Regions from separate parts of the Gossypium hirsutum genome. Here all the other regions are linked to region 1. A link is a contact called in public Hi-C data. All regions are on one chromosome and are shown on one strand. The core of a region is the stretch at or near the end of the contact, and the rest is flanking DNA. Distances in the headings are between cores, read along the strand shown.

Region 1 (5,099 bases), core at 1,888-4,387:
AAACGAATATGAAAATACAAGGCAATAGGTGAAAAGGGAAAATGGCTCTGCATATTTTAGTAAAATACAACATTTAAAAATAAGGGAGATTTTCGTTATTGTGATAGCCTCCTATAAATTTATTCATGCATAGTAACATACTAATTAAGCGTCTAAACCAAATTAAAGTGATTCTTAAATGCTGTTTCAAATATCTTAAGACCAAATTACAAACACCACAATCTATGAGATTGGCAGAACATACTAATAAAGTGTCCAAAACAAATTCAACTGATTCTTAAGTTGCTGTGTCATATATCTTACATCAAGATCAAATTACCAACACCACAATCTATGATATAGGCAGAACATTAGATAATTCATATCAACTCAAGCTACAAGGGCATATCGGAAGAGAGTTTAAAGAATACAGGTCAATGCTATCTTCTTTCTTCCATATATTTGATTACTGAATCATGCAATTCTACAATGGCAAATCAAATGTACCTCTAATTGCCGCAAGGTGTCCAGTAACTTAATATGTTTGCGTTGAAGGGCCTTGAGCTGATTTTGCATCTCAGAAAGTTCTAAAAGCATTATTGACTCACAGTCTTTAATGACTGCCTCACCAATGCCTTCCTGTAATAAGCGTGACCTTAGCTTATCAGTTGAGATGACAACATCCTCAGAAGGTTGAAAATCATTACTTGACAGCACTCTAGGGAAAAGATCTTTAGCAGCCAGCAAGGCCTCAATCCATGCAGTTCTGTCCTCTCTTGACACACATCGCAAATGAAGAGTCTTTGTTCCCGTGAATATGGTCAGCCTTTTATCATCTGACTTGCTTGCACGAATCGAAGAAACCTGAGCATTATTTTCCAAACTTTTCAGCCATCTTTCCCCAAAAACAGAATAAAATATATTAGAACCTAATTTTCTAAGAGCCAGTCAAAGCGGTGGAGGATGGCAAGAGAAGTACTCATTGTTGAAACAATGATATGAATTAGGGCATTGTCTTTCTTTCTCTTGAAATGTGCTTTCTCTTTTCTTTTTTTGGTCAAAGTGTGTTTTAGCTTTCTGATGGGCATCGTCTTTTTTTTTAATTAAAAAAAATAAGTGTAGAACTTGTGTATGTGTCATGCTTCAATAAAGTAGGCTGATTTCGCAGTCTGATTCTCATTAGAAATGATGTCTACTTTCTTATTGATCTTTCTCCAAAGAGTTCATCAGAATGATGCAACTGCAAGAGAATGTCCGGAATTACATTTGGGTGGCTTATTGCCACAATAACGGGAAAAGGAAGCATGTAAAAAGCTAGTCTACTATATAGACTTTCTGCAAATGTTAGTGATCTTAATATTAGAAACCATAGAAACAGACTTTTGCAGAAACAAGTACTTGCATACTTCAAAGCATCCAAGCTCAGAATTTCCTTCTCTTTTTTTAACAATGAACCCAAAAGGATCTTCTCTTTACTCCCACTAATCCTCCAAGAGGATGTCTGAAACTATATTTCGATGGTTATGGCCGCAATAATGGACAAAAGAAGTATGTAAAGGGCTAATCTACTATATGGACACCCCTCAGGGACTTAGAAATCTCTACATTAGAAACCATACAAGCAGACTTTCGCAAAAACAATTATTCCATACTTCAAAGCATCCAAGCACAGAATTTTCTTTTTTGAGAATTAACCCAAAAGAACCTTCTCTTCTCTATTACTAATCCTCCGATCTTTCGCGGTCTCTAGCTTCGGTCCGATGGGACCTTCCTAGTGGCTCTATTGAAGGAAAGTGGCATAGGAAGAAATAATGCTAAAGAATTTCCAACATAATTTTCTAGTACTAAATTTCAAGGCATGCATCAACGACTACATATGAAGAATTAAAAATTACAAAAAGGGAAAGTTTATGGTACGTATATTCTTTTTCCTTCAAATAAAATACCGAAAGAACCGGCCCTTTTGCCACGGCAATAAGAATAACATAAAAAGCGGAAATGAAATCAGAACTGAGTGATAAAAGGGAGAAAGCAAAATAACCTTCAAATGGATTTCACCAAACGGCTTGCACTGAGTTGTCACCGAGTTAACCCGATTGCTACTCCAGTTAGCTTTCCTCATATACCGGACCGAGTCCTCGCCGATCACTCGTACGCTCTTCTCCCTTGATGGACTCATCAAAATCTTATCAGGTCCGTGAATCTTATAATACGAGAGAACTCCGTCTTCCAAAACGAACCACCGCGACCTCCATCCCTTTCCATAATTCACCCATTTGTACAGGATCCCGGCGACGCCGTGGGCGGCGTTAACCTCTCCGATAATAGGTTCGTCGAATATTGCCATGGAGGTGTGATTCATTACCGACGGCGAGGATCTGTCAGTGTCGGCGTTGACTGAGGAGACTTGTGAGGAGAAACTCGGTTTCGAATAGTTAACTGTTCTGACGGAAGGTTCGATGCTTAGCTGACATTGCGGACCCGATTTGGTAACCACCGGGTTAGCTCGGTCACGATCGATGGAAACCGGAGCAATGCAGCACAGAGGATTCATCTCTTTCCAAACTTAAAAGCAATAACAACAACAAACAAACAAATCTTACATTTAAGACGACGACGTTGGATCGGATTCAAATAAATGCCCGGGACAAAGAGAAGCAGCGGAAGAGCAGTAGGAGAAGCTCCGATTGGGGAAGAACCAGGCCGGATCCGAGGGAATGTGAGACCCGATCGGAGCTCGAAACGGAACGTTTTCGAAATGACATAGAAACGGAGAAATATAGAAGGTGAAAGGCGGAGGGGGAAGTTACGAGAAGTTATAAAGAAGCGTTGCAGTGCGCACACAGATCCATTTAAGGCAGTGGTCAGTGATTTCAGTATAGGAGTCAGGGAGGTCTCGATGCGCAGGTTAAGCTAAACGCCATTAAAATTAAATCCAATATATAAATGCATGGGATTTTCTTTTCCCTAAAAATAATTAAAAATTTAAAAATGTTGAGGTTTTTTTATTTGGGGGGGGGGGGTTGTTTTAACGATTTGGTGTTTCCGGGGTGACGATGATTGTGGGTGGGGGAGGCAGCTAACGTGCGCACTTTTGTGTGTGATTGAAGAACTGGAGGGGGAGTGTTTGTCCGTTGGGTAAATCTGGCCCCTTCTCCCGTTCATCTCATAATGACGTTTTTGTCCCTATCTTGCACATTTATTATTAAAATGATGGCTATGTTTTTCTAAGGGTGTTGTGGTGATTTCCTACCTGATTGTGAAAGGGATTAATGAATGAAAAGATGGGGGATTTTGATGCCCGTAATAGAGCAGCAGTGAGGCCGGCAGACCACTCGCTTTTTTCATTTTTACCAATTTGAATAATTAATAATAATAAAATATGTGCTTAATTTCATTAAACCCACTTTAATCTAACCAAATCATTAATCATTATTAATTTTTAATGATTTGGTCTGCCTGCCTCATTAAAGAAAGTAAATGGTAGCTATGGTAAAACCGGGGATAAGTAATAAAAGTGGAAATATCAACAGCATCATTGAAGTTGGTTTTAATGAGTGTGATGCGGGTCAGACATATTCAATTTCAACGTCATTGCTGATGCTGCTAATGCTTACTGAAACCTGCCACTCCCGCTCTGGATCGCTTTCAACAACAACACATAAAAAAAGGAAAAGGTTTTACTCGCCTGGGTAAAATCAAATTACCAAGTTTGAATTGATTGGGATCAGGTCTGTTTGTTTCTCAATTTTAAATTTTGTGTTTCATCCTCTTTTCTTTATAATCTAATTGTTTTTATTTTAAATAATTGCTTGTATACAAATTTAAAATTACTCACTTTTCTGTTTTGTATGAAAACTTTCCAACAATTATATTAGATTTTATTAAATATGGAATGGAGTTAAAAGCTTTCGACTGGTTTTTATAAGACTTCGTCAACATCGATGCAGTTTGAATTGACTTCCCAATTTTGTTTGGAATTTGCATATAAGTTCATATATTCAAAGCTTCTTACCTTGACAATTTGTATTTATATTTTTTTCTTTTTCAACTTTAACTAGTATTTAAACTTAAAAATCATAAATTAAGTTACTACTTTTTATTCTTACTTACTGTATTTAAAACAATCAATTAAATTACTACATGTGTATTAAAAATACATAATGTGAAATTCTTTTCTTTTAATTTATATTAATTAAAAATAAAAATAAAAATAATTATTTAATTCATCTTCTCCACTTTCGATTCTTCTCTAATTTTCAGCCAAAAATTAATTTTCATTTTCTAATAATCAAAAACCAATATCCCAAAATTCCATATCTTAATCCCCAATCTCTCTACTTTTGTTTCTTCTTCATACCAGAAAGAATCAACATTGCATCTTATTTTGAGGTTGAGAGATGGAGCTCGCAAATCCAACCAAGACAATTTGATAGTGTTGTGCCCTAATATAGGTGAGAGCTAAGAAGTGAGGCCATAACAATCAGTTAAGGTTCAAAAAAGTCTTCATCTCCAAAAATTTTAGGTTAAAAAAATTGTATTCATCTTCAAAAAATCTCAAACTCTGATTCTTAATTTCTCCAACATCAATTGACCATTGTTTCTTATTTGGTGAGCTCTCTTAAAAATGCTTTCAAAATTATCTCTTAAAAATCCCAAATCTCTATGGTTGGTTGAATGGTTTCTTATTTAGATAAAAAATTTTAGGAAATGGACAGAAGATTAAGGGTGTAAAAAATAACAAGACAGAAAACTTGATTTACTTGAATAGTTTTCGAAGAACTGTATGATGCGAAAGAAAAAGGAAAATTAATTAATTGAAAATATAGATGAAATTAAGATAGATTGAAATTCTTTTTGACACATGGCATTAAATGATAGGTCAAAATTACAAAAATTAATAGCGTAAAAAAGTACTAAAAATTACCAATTTGACGTATGATTTTCAAGTTTAAATATCTAAAGAAAAAAAAAAGAAAAAAAGATATAAAGTAAGTACAAATATTAACCTTTTGCATAAATTTGAGTTTACATGCAGCTGGGTAGCTTTAACACAATAAATTTATAAGAGCTGGACTCGTGAAACTCTGCCATTAAAGTGCAATTATTTGTAGATAACT
Region 2 (5,099 bases), core at 1,403-3,902, 200 kb after region 1:
TAAATAGAGACTCTGATGAAACATTGTAATATCCCTTTTGATCAATAAAGTACATTTTCTATTGCTTTCATATTTTCTTTGTTTTTTATTCTCTCTATCTCTTTTTATTTTATAACACCTATAATATTTTGAAAAATATATAAAACTTTGTAATGCATAAATTTAAAATTTTAAAAATTATATAAAAATATCTAAGGAAAATTATTTGGTACACTGTCAGTAGGGTCAAGGGTTTGACAAGTGTCCTACAGAGGTATAGTAAAATATTAAAACATAAATATTTTTAAAAAAAAAAGAGTCACGTATTAATTTTTTAAGGTTGTGGGATAAAAAAAAGTACATTGTCAATGGCCCAAATACTTACTCAATATATAAATATATGAAAGAACTAAAATGCACATCTACAATGAAACTAGGGTCATTCTTGATGTAAAAAAAATTATATATTTTTTTATTAATTTATGTATTTTAAAATTATTTAAAACTTTATATATTTTTAATTTAAAAATAATAATATAAATAACCTGATATTTTATAAAAATAAAAATATATAAACTTATTAAAAATATATCTAGAATGAACCTGGACAAATTAGTGTACAAATTAAAAGAATATATATGTTTTTTTATTAATTATATATTTTAAAGATTTTTAAATTTTAAATTTTTATCCACCACGTGGTATACTGAGAGGTTGCTACACGTTACCATTGGATTGACGATCAGTGCCACGTCAATATAAACTAGCGGTGTTAATACTTTTGGATACCAAATAAGTTCAAAAAATGTTCAAATAATAATTAAGTACTTTTGGATAAGATCAATAGAAAAACTACATATTAACCCTTTGAATAAAAACCCTAGATAAATATGGTTGTTCCTTAACTAGAAATAAGACCTCTTGAAAACATGAGCCTCAAGCTCAGCAGGGTGGGCTCCAGAGCTGCCCTCTCAACAGCGTCTTTGATCTCGTTTTCGGAAGCGATATTGTCGCCTCATGCACAAAGCCTTACGCCTCATAATAAACTTCTTCGACATCTCTCCGTAGGGCCAATTTTCTTCACTTTTAACTGATTGAGTTTTTTTTTTTGGTTTAATTTGATGAATTATATGTATTGGTTAATGATTTGAAGGTATTATGGAGGTACATTGTCAGAGAGATGCTTGGTAAGGGACTTAAAGCTCTTGGAGTTACGAGAAGTGAATATATAATTTCGACAAAATGTGGAAGATATCGTGAAGGTTTTAATTTCAGTGTTGAGAGAGTAATTAAAAGCATTGATGAAAGTTTGGAGAGATTGCAACCTGAATATGTGGGAATTTTTTTTGTAAAATTTTATTATAATATAATTTTAGATTTTTTTATGTATTTTGTATGATTTTTTAAAATTTTAATTAAAAAGTTTTATAATTTTATTAGAATCAAGGACTAAATTAAAATAATTTATAAATGTTAAAGGTGAATTTCTTTATAAACTAAATTAATAAAATGTATAACCATGGGAGATCAAATATATTACTATCCAAAATTTAAAATCACAACATCATCAATCCATCGTAGACTTAAAAACACTTAACAAAAGAAATAAAAATAATAATAAATTTTATTAGTTGAGTGAAAAAAAATTTGCCGTAATGGATAGTGTAATTTACCTATACATTTTTCTGAAGTTATGAAAATATAAAAAATATATATAAATACTTTAAAAATAATATTCATGGTTTTTATATAGAACTTTATTAGTTAGTTAGTAGTAGTACCAGCAAATTTAGATTAATGTTTCCATAAAATATATAATAATAAAAAAGTGACAATTCCCAACAGTGTCAGTTTAGCATTCCAATGTCGGTTAAGAGATAAATGATTATTATTATTATTATTATTATTATTATTATTATTATTTGTTCAACAGAGATAACTGATTGATGAGGACAACATATGGATAATCAGATCAACAACATGGTTATAACTTATGTACTACGGTTGGTAGTTTCAATTTTATATCCAAGAAAAAAAGATTTCATTAATTTAATAATAAATGATTTAATGCATTTTTTTAAATATCATAATAAAAAGTACTTAACCTTTAAAGTTGCAAAATGTTACATCAAAAAAGGGGAAAAATTTTTGGCAAAATGACATGTGCGTTCTGAATATATAATTAATTAACCCTCAAATTCTATATACAGCTAATTTTATTTTATGAAAAAGAAAATAGTTTGCTAAATTTATTAGAAACATTAAAATGAATGAAATGAAATGTGAACATTTGAAGCAAACACATGGAATATGGAGTGGGGACTTGCAATGTGAAAATAATGCAGATTTGAGATCCTATTGTTTATAATAATTTATTGGATTCAGGTATTGTTTTGTTTTTCTCTGAGAAAATAAGTTGATAGAGCGAAAACGTAAACATTACACATGGTTGAGATACAAAACCTAACGTGTTGGAGATCCAATCCTCAACATATTCAAGTTTTTTTTTTTAAATCATTTTAATGGTGCCAAGACCAAACTTTTTAATCTTAAATCTATAGGTGGGTATTTAGAGATTGAAGATAGAAATGGGCACATGCATGAGACCGTACCGACCGTTTAACTGATGGTAGGGAAGCACGTTCTCCCATGTGAACCTTGTTCCCCCGCATTCTCCACCTCTGAAACCCAACCCCATTCCCATTTTCACAGGGTTTCTTAAATCCCATCGGTGTATGCGGTGCAACTCTCTTAACTTTGTAGACTGACAAAAAGGGCAATGTTGTCGAATACAATTCACCACTACTTTAATCCCACTCCACATGTCTTTGGTTAATGCTGATGATCCCACCATCTTTTTGCATTTTCATTATAACTATACATTTATGTTTTCATTTATTATTTAATCATCATTTTTTCTCTGATTTAGTAATAAAAGCAAAAGTCTATAGTCTTTATACGCATGATATACATATATGAGTAGGGTAGTTTTATGGATGAAATTAATAAATTGGGTCAAAACATCACATGGGATGAACAACATGCCATGTGCCTTCCCAATACATGAAAATGACACCTTTATTTCCCTGTTTGCTTATAAATTGGCACAGGCTGAATCCAGATCCATTTCCCATTTCCCATTTCGACTACCTAAATGTAAAAAATATTAAAATGCCAAATCTGGATTGAATCTAATAATTGCTTAATGTCATTTCATTTTCCCCTCACAACAGAATTAAGTATAAAAATTCTGTTTTGATGAAAACTAACAGCGCCGTCACTTTATTAAGTGAATGCCACAATCATATTCCATATAATTGTCACACCTTTACACACACACCCCAAAAAAATGCAAAAAAAAAATTGGATTTAAATTGTGAGGGTGAAATGTTATTTAGGGCTATTCATGTAAATATATATATTAACTACAAATGAGACCTTAGATTTAATGATTATATTTCACATCTAATAATAAATTTAATTTTTATACCTTTTAATTTCTATTTACAAAAAATATTTGTGGATTCTTAATCCAATTAAAAAAATAGCCCATAAACGCCAACAACTTGGATATAAGATTTATTTATTCAAATCCTTAATTTCACTTTTCATTTCTCTTTTTTATAATAGGATAATGTATTTTAATTCAACTTAATTAAATTTTGGTATAATGATTTATTTGGTTTCTAATTTTATAGAAAAAATTATTTTAGCCATTCATTTAATATTTTTTTTATCTTTTTTAGCTTTTGAACTTACATTTTTTTTATCAAATCACTCCAAAATAGATGAAAATTTTAACGTTTTTTAACTTTGCTGATGTGGTATACATGTGGATGACATATTAGCATCTAATTAATTTTTTAAAATTTTAAAAATTAAAAATCATTAATTAAATTTTAGTGCCGACATATCATTTACATAACAATCCACATGTATATTATGCGTGAAATTTTCCTTGTGCGGAAAAACAAAATTAAAAGACAAATTAAGGAGCCTATCAAACTTGGGTGATACGAAAAGAAAACTCCAAAAATGATTCTTATTATGCTAAACATCAATATACTAATAGATTGATTGTTTGACAAGAATCCAAAAAAGTACGTAATTACTGCAAGGAACAAATAACACATCTTGTTTGTCAACTTTATTCCCTTCTTTTTTTTAATATAAAATAGGGTTGCTAAATATTTGATTTTCTAAACTTTAATTATATAACTCCTAACATTCCCTTGAATAATTTAGAGAGGAAGAAGAAGTCAACCAATTCCTAATGATTGGCTCAATTGGTAGTTTATGGAACTAATTGTTTGGCTGTACCAAAGATCCTTATATTTTAGTGTGATGCCTAATTGCATTTCTCTAACTTGCATCATCATTTTATGGACTTAAACAATCTCACATGAATAAAGTTGGATATGGACAGTCCTGTAGAATTAACGGACGGCCAAGGAGCCCACAACTGATAAAAGCATTTTGGCTATCATGTTAGTATTGCGTGGGTTCTTGGATTCAAAAAAATACTAGATTTAGGGATTTGAAAAAAGTGGTGCTTGAGACATATAGTAAGGAAGCAATGTGAATCTTTTATGATCCGTTTCATCAAAGAGATTCTCCAACGAGATTGCACTATTCACTTACTACATATTTTTAGAGAAGGCAATAAGGTAACGGATGGTTTGGCAAAATTGACATTCTCAAGACCTTTGGACAATGTTTCATTCATGTAGCCCTGGATGAAATCCTTGAATCTCTACACGATTTTTCTGATGTAATGTGATCTCATTTTATATATAAAAAAATTAGGGAAGTTAAAAATAATAATTAATTACACTGAAAAGTTAAAGTGATTTTTTACATATTTTCAGTTCTAAACTATTCTAATTTAAGCTCACAAATTTAAAGCCCACAAGTGGCCCAGATAGCCAAGGTTGGGGAAGGCCTTGCATTTTCTACAGGGTATCACTATTTTCTTGTTCTATTAAAATTTCAACTTCTTTCGTCCCTATTTATTGTGCACCGTTTTTTTTTTTTTTTTTGTTTTGGTAGGAAAATAAGAGGGTGTTTTTGAAGGAATTGAATTTGTTACAATGGGATTTTAATGTTTAGTGACTTACTTT
Region 3 (5,099 bases), core at 727-3,226, 150 kb before region 1:
TTAACTAACCGATTAACCAGATTAGATTGGTTGGGTCGATTAATTTAATTTTAACCGAAATTTGAACATCCTTATTACCAACTGGTCCTTAAACCATAATAAAATCAAAATTTATCAAAAATAAATTATAAATAAATCAAATAAACCTTATTTTTATAAAAAAATCTTAAAATGCCCATAAACTAAAATAACAAATATATGTATAACATAAAAACATTTAAATTACAAACTCGAAGAATGATGGTGGCCAGGTGTAAGATATGCACACATAAGCACATGTACGGTGCCTCAAATATATCTTACTTTTATTACTTAGAATTACTACATCTAATTAATATTGCAATTGATTATCCTGAAAAAACATACTATTGCAATTAAACATTTTCTTTTTTCTAAATGAACAACATGAAAATAATCATATATCTTCCAGGAAGCAAACAAAATTGAAAAAAATAAAAGAAACAAAAGAACAAATAATCCAGGGTTGGTAAAACGTCCAGGACCATATCAGAAAAAATTTAAGCGGCCGCAAATTTTCCTTTTCTTTTTACGATGTATTTATGATTCAATTCCTTTTTTTTCACAAATTCCATTTTCAGAAATCCGTCGCCGACGAGGGATACCGGGTTTCGAAAACGAGACCTTCCACATTCTAATTTCGCCATCCAGGCTTCCGCTAATAACCGAAACTACATCACTATGTTCATCGTCTCTGACCGCCGTCAACGACTTCACCGGCTTCTGGTGACCTTCCAAAACCGCCAAACAACAATATTTCCCTTCCACTCCACGTTGCCAGATCCTAACCGTCCTATCAGCGGACCCGCTCATTAGTAAATCACAGACGTTGATCAAGCATAGGATTGCCTTTCCATGCCCTCTCAGCGCTCCCGTCACCACCATGTAATTGGCGCTATCTTCCCTCTCCCATACCAGAATCGAACGGTCACACGCACCGGAGAATAGCACTGATCTTTCGTCGTCTAAAGCCAGTGCGTTTACTGCTGACTTATGCTTCTCAAGAGTCGCCACCAATGCGTACCGCTTCTCGCCTGAGGGTTTCGCCCAGACCCGGATCCGTCGGTCAGCAGACCCTGTATAAACCGTTCCGTCGAAGGAGGCGGTGATGGCGTTAATGGCGTCGTCGTGTGCTTTAATAGACTGTAAACAACGCGCATCCGATGCTCGCCATATCTTCAAGGTTTTATCCCAAGAAACTGAGTAGATTAAACCTCTATTGACGGCGAGTCCAGTAACGGCGTCGGCGTGTTCGATCCACAACCGCTTCACGTGACGGCGAACATTGACATAGTTCTTTGGGAGAACAAGACGACGTAAGCGGTCGTTAACGGTAGGTAGGGCGGTTAAGAACTTGTGCTTTTTAGTCACCGTCATTTGCCAGACTCGGATCTTAGAGTCCTGGTGAGCAGTGAAGACTTTTCCGTCACAGAAAGTGACAGACTTAACGGAACCGGAGGATGATTCGTTGCCGTTGTAGGCATCGAGAAGAGTGGATGTTTGGCGATCGTAGACGCTGATTTCGTTAACAGAAGCAACATACAAGAAGTTACCCTGAACCGCAACGCAGGTGATCGGGTGGTTGGGTTGAGGCATAATTGAAGAAACGCTGATGTCAGAGACGGAAAAGACTAAGGTATCAGGGAAAAGCTGTAAGGAAGGTACAGATGGCAGGGTCTGGAGGGAAAGGTTGCTAGGGAGGCTGCTGTAGCTCGTGTCACTTGAAGAAGCTGAAGATGAGGTGGCGCTCCCTCGATTATCGGAGAAACTATCGGAAACCAAATGTTCCGATAAGCGCGGTTGTTTTTTAGGGAACGGAATGGTGGAGTCCTGGGTTAAAGTGGCGCAGCTGCTGGTTGCGCATGTAGCTAGCCATGATCGGACCTTCATGCCGGCCTTTCAGACCTAAAACAAAAATATAGAAGCTAGGCACGAGAGAGGATTGAAGCAGGACCTTCGTTGTGGTTTATAATTATATAAAGAAAATAAAAGGTAATGCCACGTGGAGTTAGAGAGTGGATAGGTACGATCAGTCCTAGGCTCCAAAAGGACAAGAAATGGCACGTCAAGAGGAGTAGTTTTGTAATTTAATGGGGGTGCTCTTTCCCAGCTTGCTGCTTTGCAAATTACAACTCTGCAGCGGGAAAGATTCATTTAGTTGGCTAACCGCGTCCAGCTCCGTAAAATAGAATTTAGGATTATCAATACAAATTTTAACTCAATATTTAACATAAACAATTTATATTTAAAGCATTAACGTATATATATTGTATTAGTTTATAATTTAAAAAAAAATTAACTTTCAAAATTTATAAATAATCTTAAATTCATTCTAATTCTAAAGAATTCAAAAAAATATATAAAATACATAAATACTTTCAATAATAATAAATTTTATATTAATATTAACATTAATAATAAAAAATATAATTATATTAATATTAAATTAAATAAAAATCCTCCCACCTCCGTAGCTCACCCCCTCCCACCACCATTCCCTTACCCCCGAGGCAATTAAGAAGAAGAATGAGAAGGAATATTACAAGTATTTGGATACAAATTAGCCATGGAATTCGGAAGCAATAGAGGGACAGTGGTGGGTGGGGGTACGAGGACGGTGGGAAGGGAAGTTCCGGTGGGAGAGAGGGAGAGCGACTGGAGTGGGAGATTTTTATTTTATATTAATATTAATATTAATATAAAATTTAAATTTATTATTCTATCTTTTGAAAATATTTACCTAATTTTGAGACCATTTGTAAGTCTTGATGGTTAATTTTTTAAAATTATGACTAAATTAATATAATATGTAAAAGTTGAGAAATAAAATTGTTATTATACCAAATTTTTAACTTCTACATCAGCGTACCGTTTGTGACTATAACAGGAGTGGCTAGAATAATTGAAATATATAATATGAGTGCTTAAAGTATAAACATTTTATTTTGAGTGCCTAAAATGAATTTATTTTTATAGTTTGGTTACTATCTATATAGTTTACTTAGATTTTATATATTAAAAATTAATTATACTATTAATGTATATTTTATAAAAAAATATAGTTCAAAAAATATTTTTATTTATTAATTGTAGATTTTTTAAAATTATATTATTGATGGATTAAATTGATTTGATGATTTGGTTATTTCCCCAATTTAATTTTTATACGGGCACAAATCAATGATATGAAAAGTTGGAAATATTTTTCTCGGTTAGGAAAATGGGGTCATTTAGGCTTTAGTTAGTGTAATGATGGCGGCCTAGCTAGAAGATATTTAACTAAGCTGTCTTCGATTGAATCATTTGCATTCTTTCTCCAAAATAGATCATTTTAAGAAAAATAATAGAAAGGAACATTTAAATTTTCATGGTACAAAAAGGAAAAGTCGAAATCATCACCCCACAACTTAGCTTAGCTGTTTCAAATTCTAATTTGATGGTACATGAATGTACACTTGAATCTCTAATCCATTCTTATTATTGTTTCCTTGTTTCTTATATCTACTTTTTTGCAAAATAAAAAAAAATCCCAAAGTAGCATTAGTATGATGAAGTATTTCTGGACTTTAAATTATCATAGTACGAACAATAATCTTCATGAATATTTGATAGATATAAAGAAATAAATAACATGAAAGAAACCATGTAAATGTGCTTTTGAAGAGGAATGGGAAATTATGAAAAGAGTTACTGCTTTTCAGTTTGGTAGGCTTACAATAAATAACATGAAAGAAACCATGTAAATGTGCTTTTGAAGAGGAATGGGAAATTATGAAAAGAGTTACTGCTTTTCAGTTTGGTAGGCTTACTGTGAGATATTTGAGAGTTCCGCTGGTCACAAGGAAATTAAATGCTACAGATTGTGCTCCTTTGATTGAGAAACTTACCGGTAGAATTAATAGTTGGTCATCTAATCAACCAAGCTATGCCGGAAGATTGCAATTAATTGAAGCTGTCATTTACAACATTAAACCTTATTAGCCTAAAGGAGTTCTTAAGAAATCTGTTCCAGGTATTTCTAGAAAGGGAAAGACAGTGCAGCTTTTGGTGCAAGAGTTAGTGGGCATAAGATTTGTTCACCTAAAGCTGAGGGTGGATTAGATTTGAAAAAACTTGAAGATTGGAGTAATGCATGCATTTTGCAGCATGTTAAAGTTATTCTTGCTGGACAGGATCCATTATGGATTGCTTGGATTAGGGAGTATGTTCTAAAAGATATAAGTGTTTTTGGGATGTCACTAGTGGTTCTTCAAATAGTTGGAACTGGAAAAGACTACTCAAGATGAGAGAGATGGTCGCTCCTATCATTTCAAGACTATCTAATGGTAGTAAAATTATCCCAACCACCTAGTTGTGGGAGGAAATTAGGGATAAAAAAGAGAAGGATAATTGGCAAAAGTTGATTTGGTTTCCATTACATATTCCCCAGCATTTTATTATTGCTTGGATGGCTTTGATGAATAGGCTTCCGACTAGTGAAGGATTAGTTTCTAGAGGCATGAATATAGAAAGTAATTGTTTGCTTTGTTTCAGCGAAGCTGAGACCATGAATCATATTTTTTTCTTTTAGCAATTGAGACTTGGAATCAGGAATTATCTTGGGCTGGTATCAAATTGAAGAGCAAATCTCTTGTTTCTGTTATCCTTAAGCTTGCCTGAAATGCTTATATTCATATTGTTCGGAGGGATAGGAATCACAGGTTTTTTGGTAGATCTCATGTTAATGCATATGGTCTGCTGGTGAAAGGGCTAGCTTAGTTAATACGGAAGCATGGTAATAGATTAGACTTCGTTAATAGGAATCTTTGTAGAAACTGGAGTTTGCATGAATTGTAAAATGTATAGGCATTGTTTGTAAAACAGTTGTTTTGTATGAGAAATTTTCTGCTTTCAGAATAATAAAATCACGATTATCCAAAATGAATGTGTTCTCAAAATAAATAAATAAATATTCCCTCAATCTGAGAAAAAAATGTCATAGTTGATATTTATGAAATCAATTTTTTTACAATAACCTCAATTATTTTAAATATTCTAATTAATCAAATTTTAAAATAGTAAAACAACTTCATTAAAGCTTT

Evidence for each region. A called contact is a pair of places that touch in the nucleus more often than the background predicts.
Region 2: a contact with region 1 is called in a Hi-C map of leaf, with 2.7 times the contacts expected there. The contact joins the enhancer-like site here to the promoter of LOC107909740 in region 1. A contact is called at or near these places in 5 of 34 Hi-C or Micro-C datasets (callus, hypocotyl, leaf and 1 more).
Region 3: a Hi-C map of hypocotyl shows a contact between it and region 1, with 2.5 times the contacts expected there. The contact joins the promoter of LOC107909742 here to the promoter of LOC107909740 in region 1. A contact is called at or near these places in 11 of 34 Hi-C or Micro-C datasets (anther, callus, hypocotyl and 2 more).

The regions. Positions count from the first base shown.
Region 1 is chrD02:58,806,731-58,811,829 of Gossypium_hirsutum_v2.1, reverse strand. LOC107909740 (oxysterol-binding protein-related protein 1D) reads right to left here and starts at 3,137. Exons shown (of 8, transcript XM_016837378.2): 1 at 2,021-3,137; 2 at 487-843. The coding sequence starts at 2,533.
Region 2 is chrD02:58,609,999-58,615,097 of Gossypium_hirsutum_v2.1, reverse strand. No RefSeq gene overlaps it. Among protein-coding and RNA genes, the nearest start is that of LOC121215158, 30 kb to the left of the region's middle. Within about 2 kb of position 2,652, at least 2 of the 9 cell types and tissues checked have an H3K27ac peak or open chromatin away from gene starts, as enhancers often do. A contact at or near this core is called in leaf, where this site is marked.
Region 3 is chrD02:58,954,166-58,959,264 of Gossypium_hirsutum_v2.1, reverse strand. It overlaps LOC107909742 (protein JINGUBANG), which reads right to left and starts at 1,976. Exons shown (of 1, transcript XM_016837380.2): 1 at 184-1,976. The coding sequence starts at 1,908. The coding sequence ends at 559.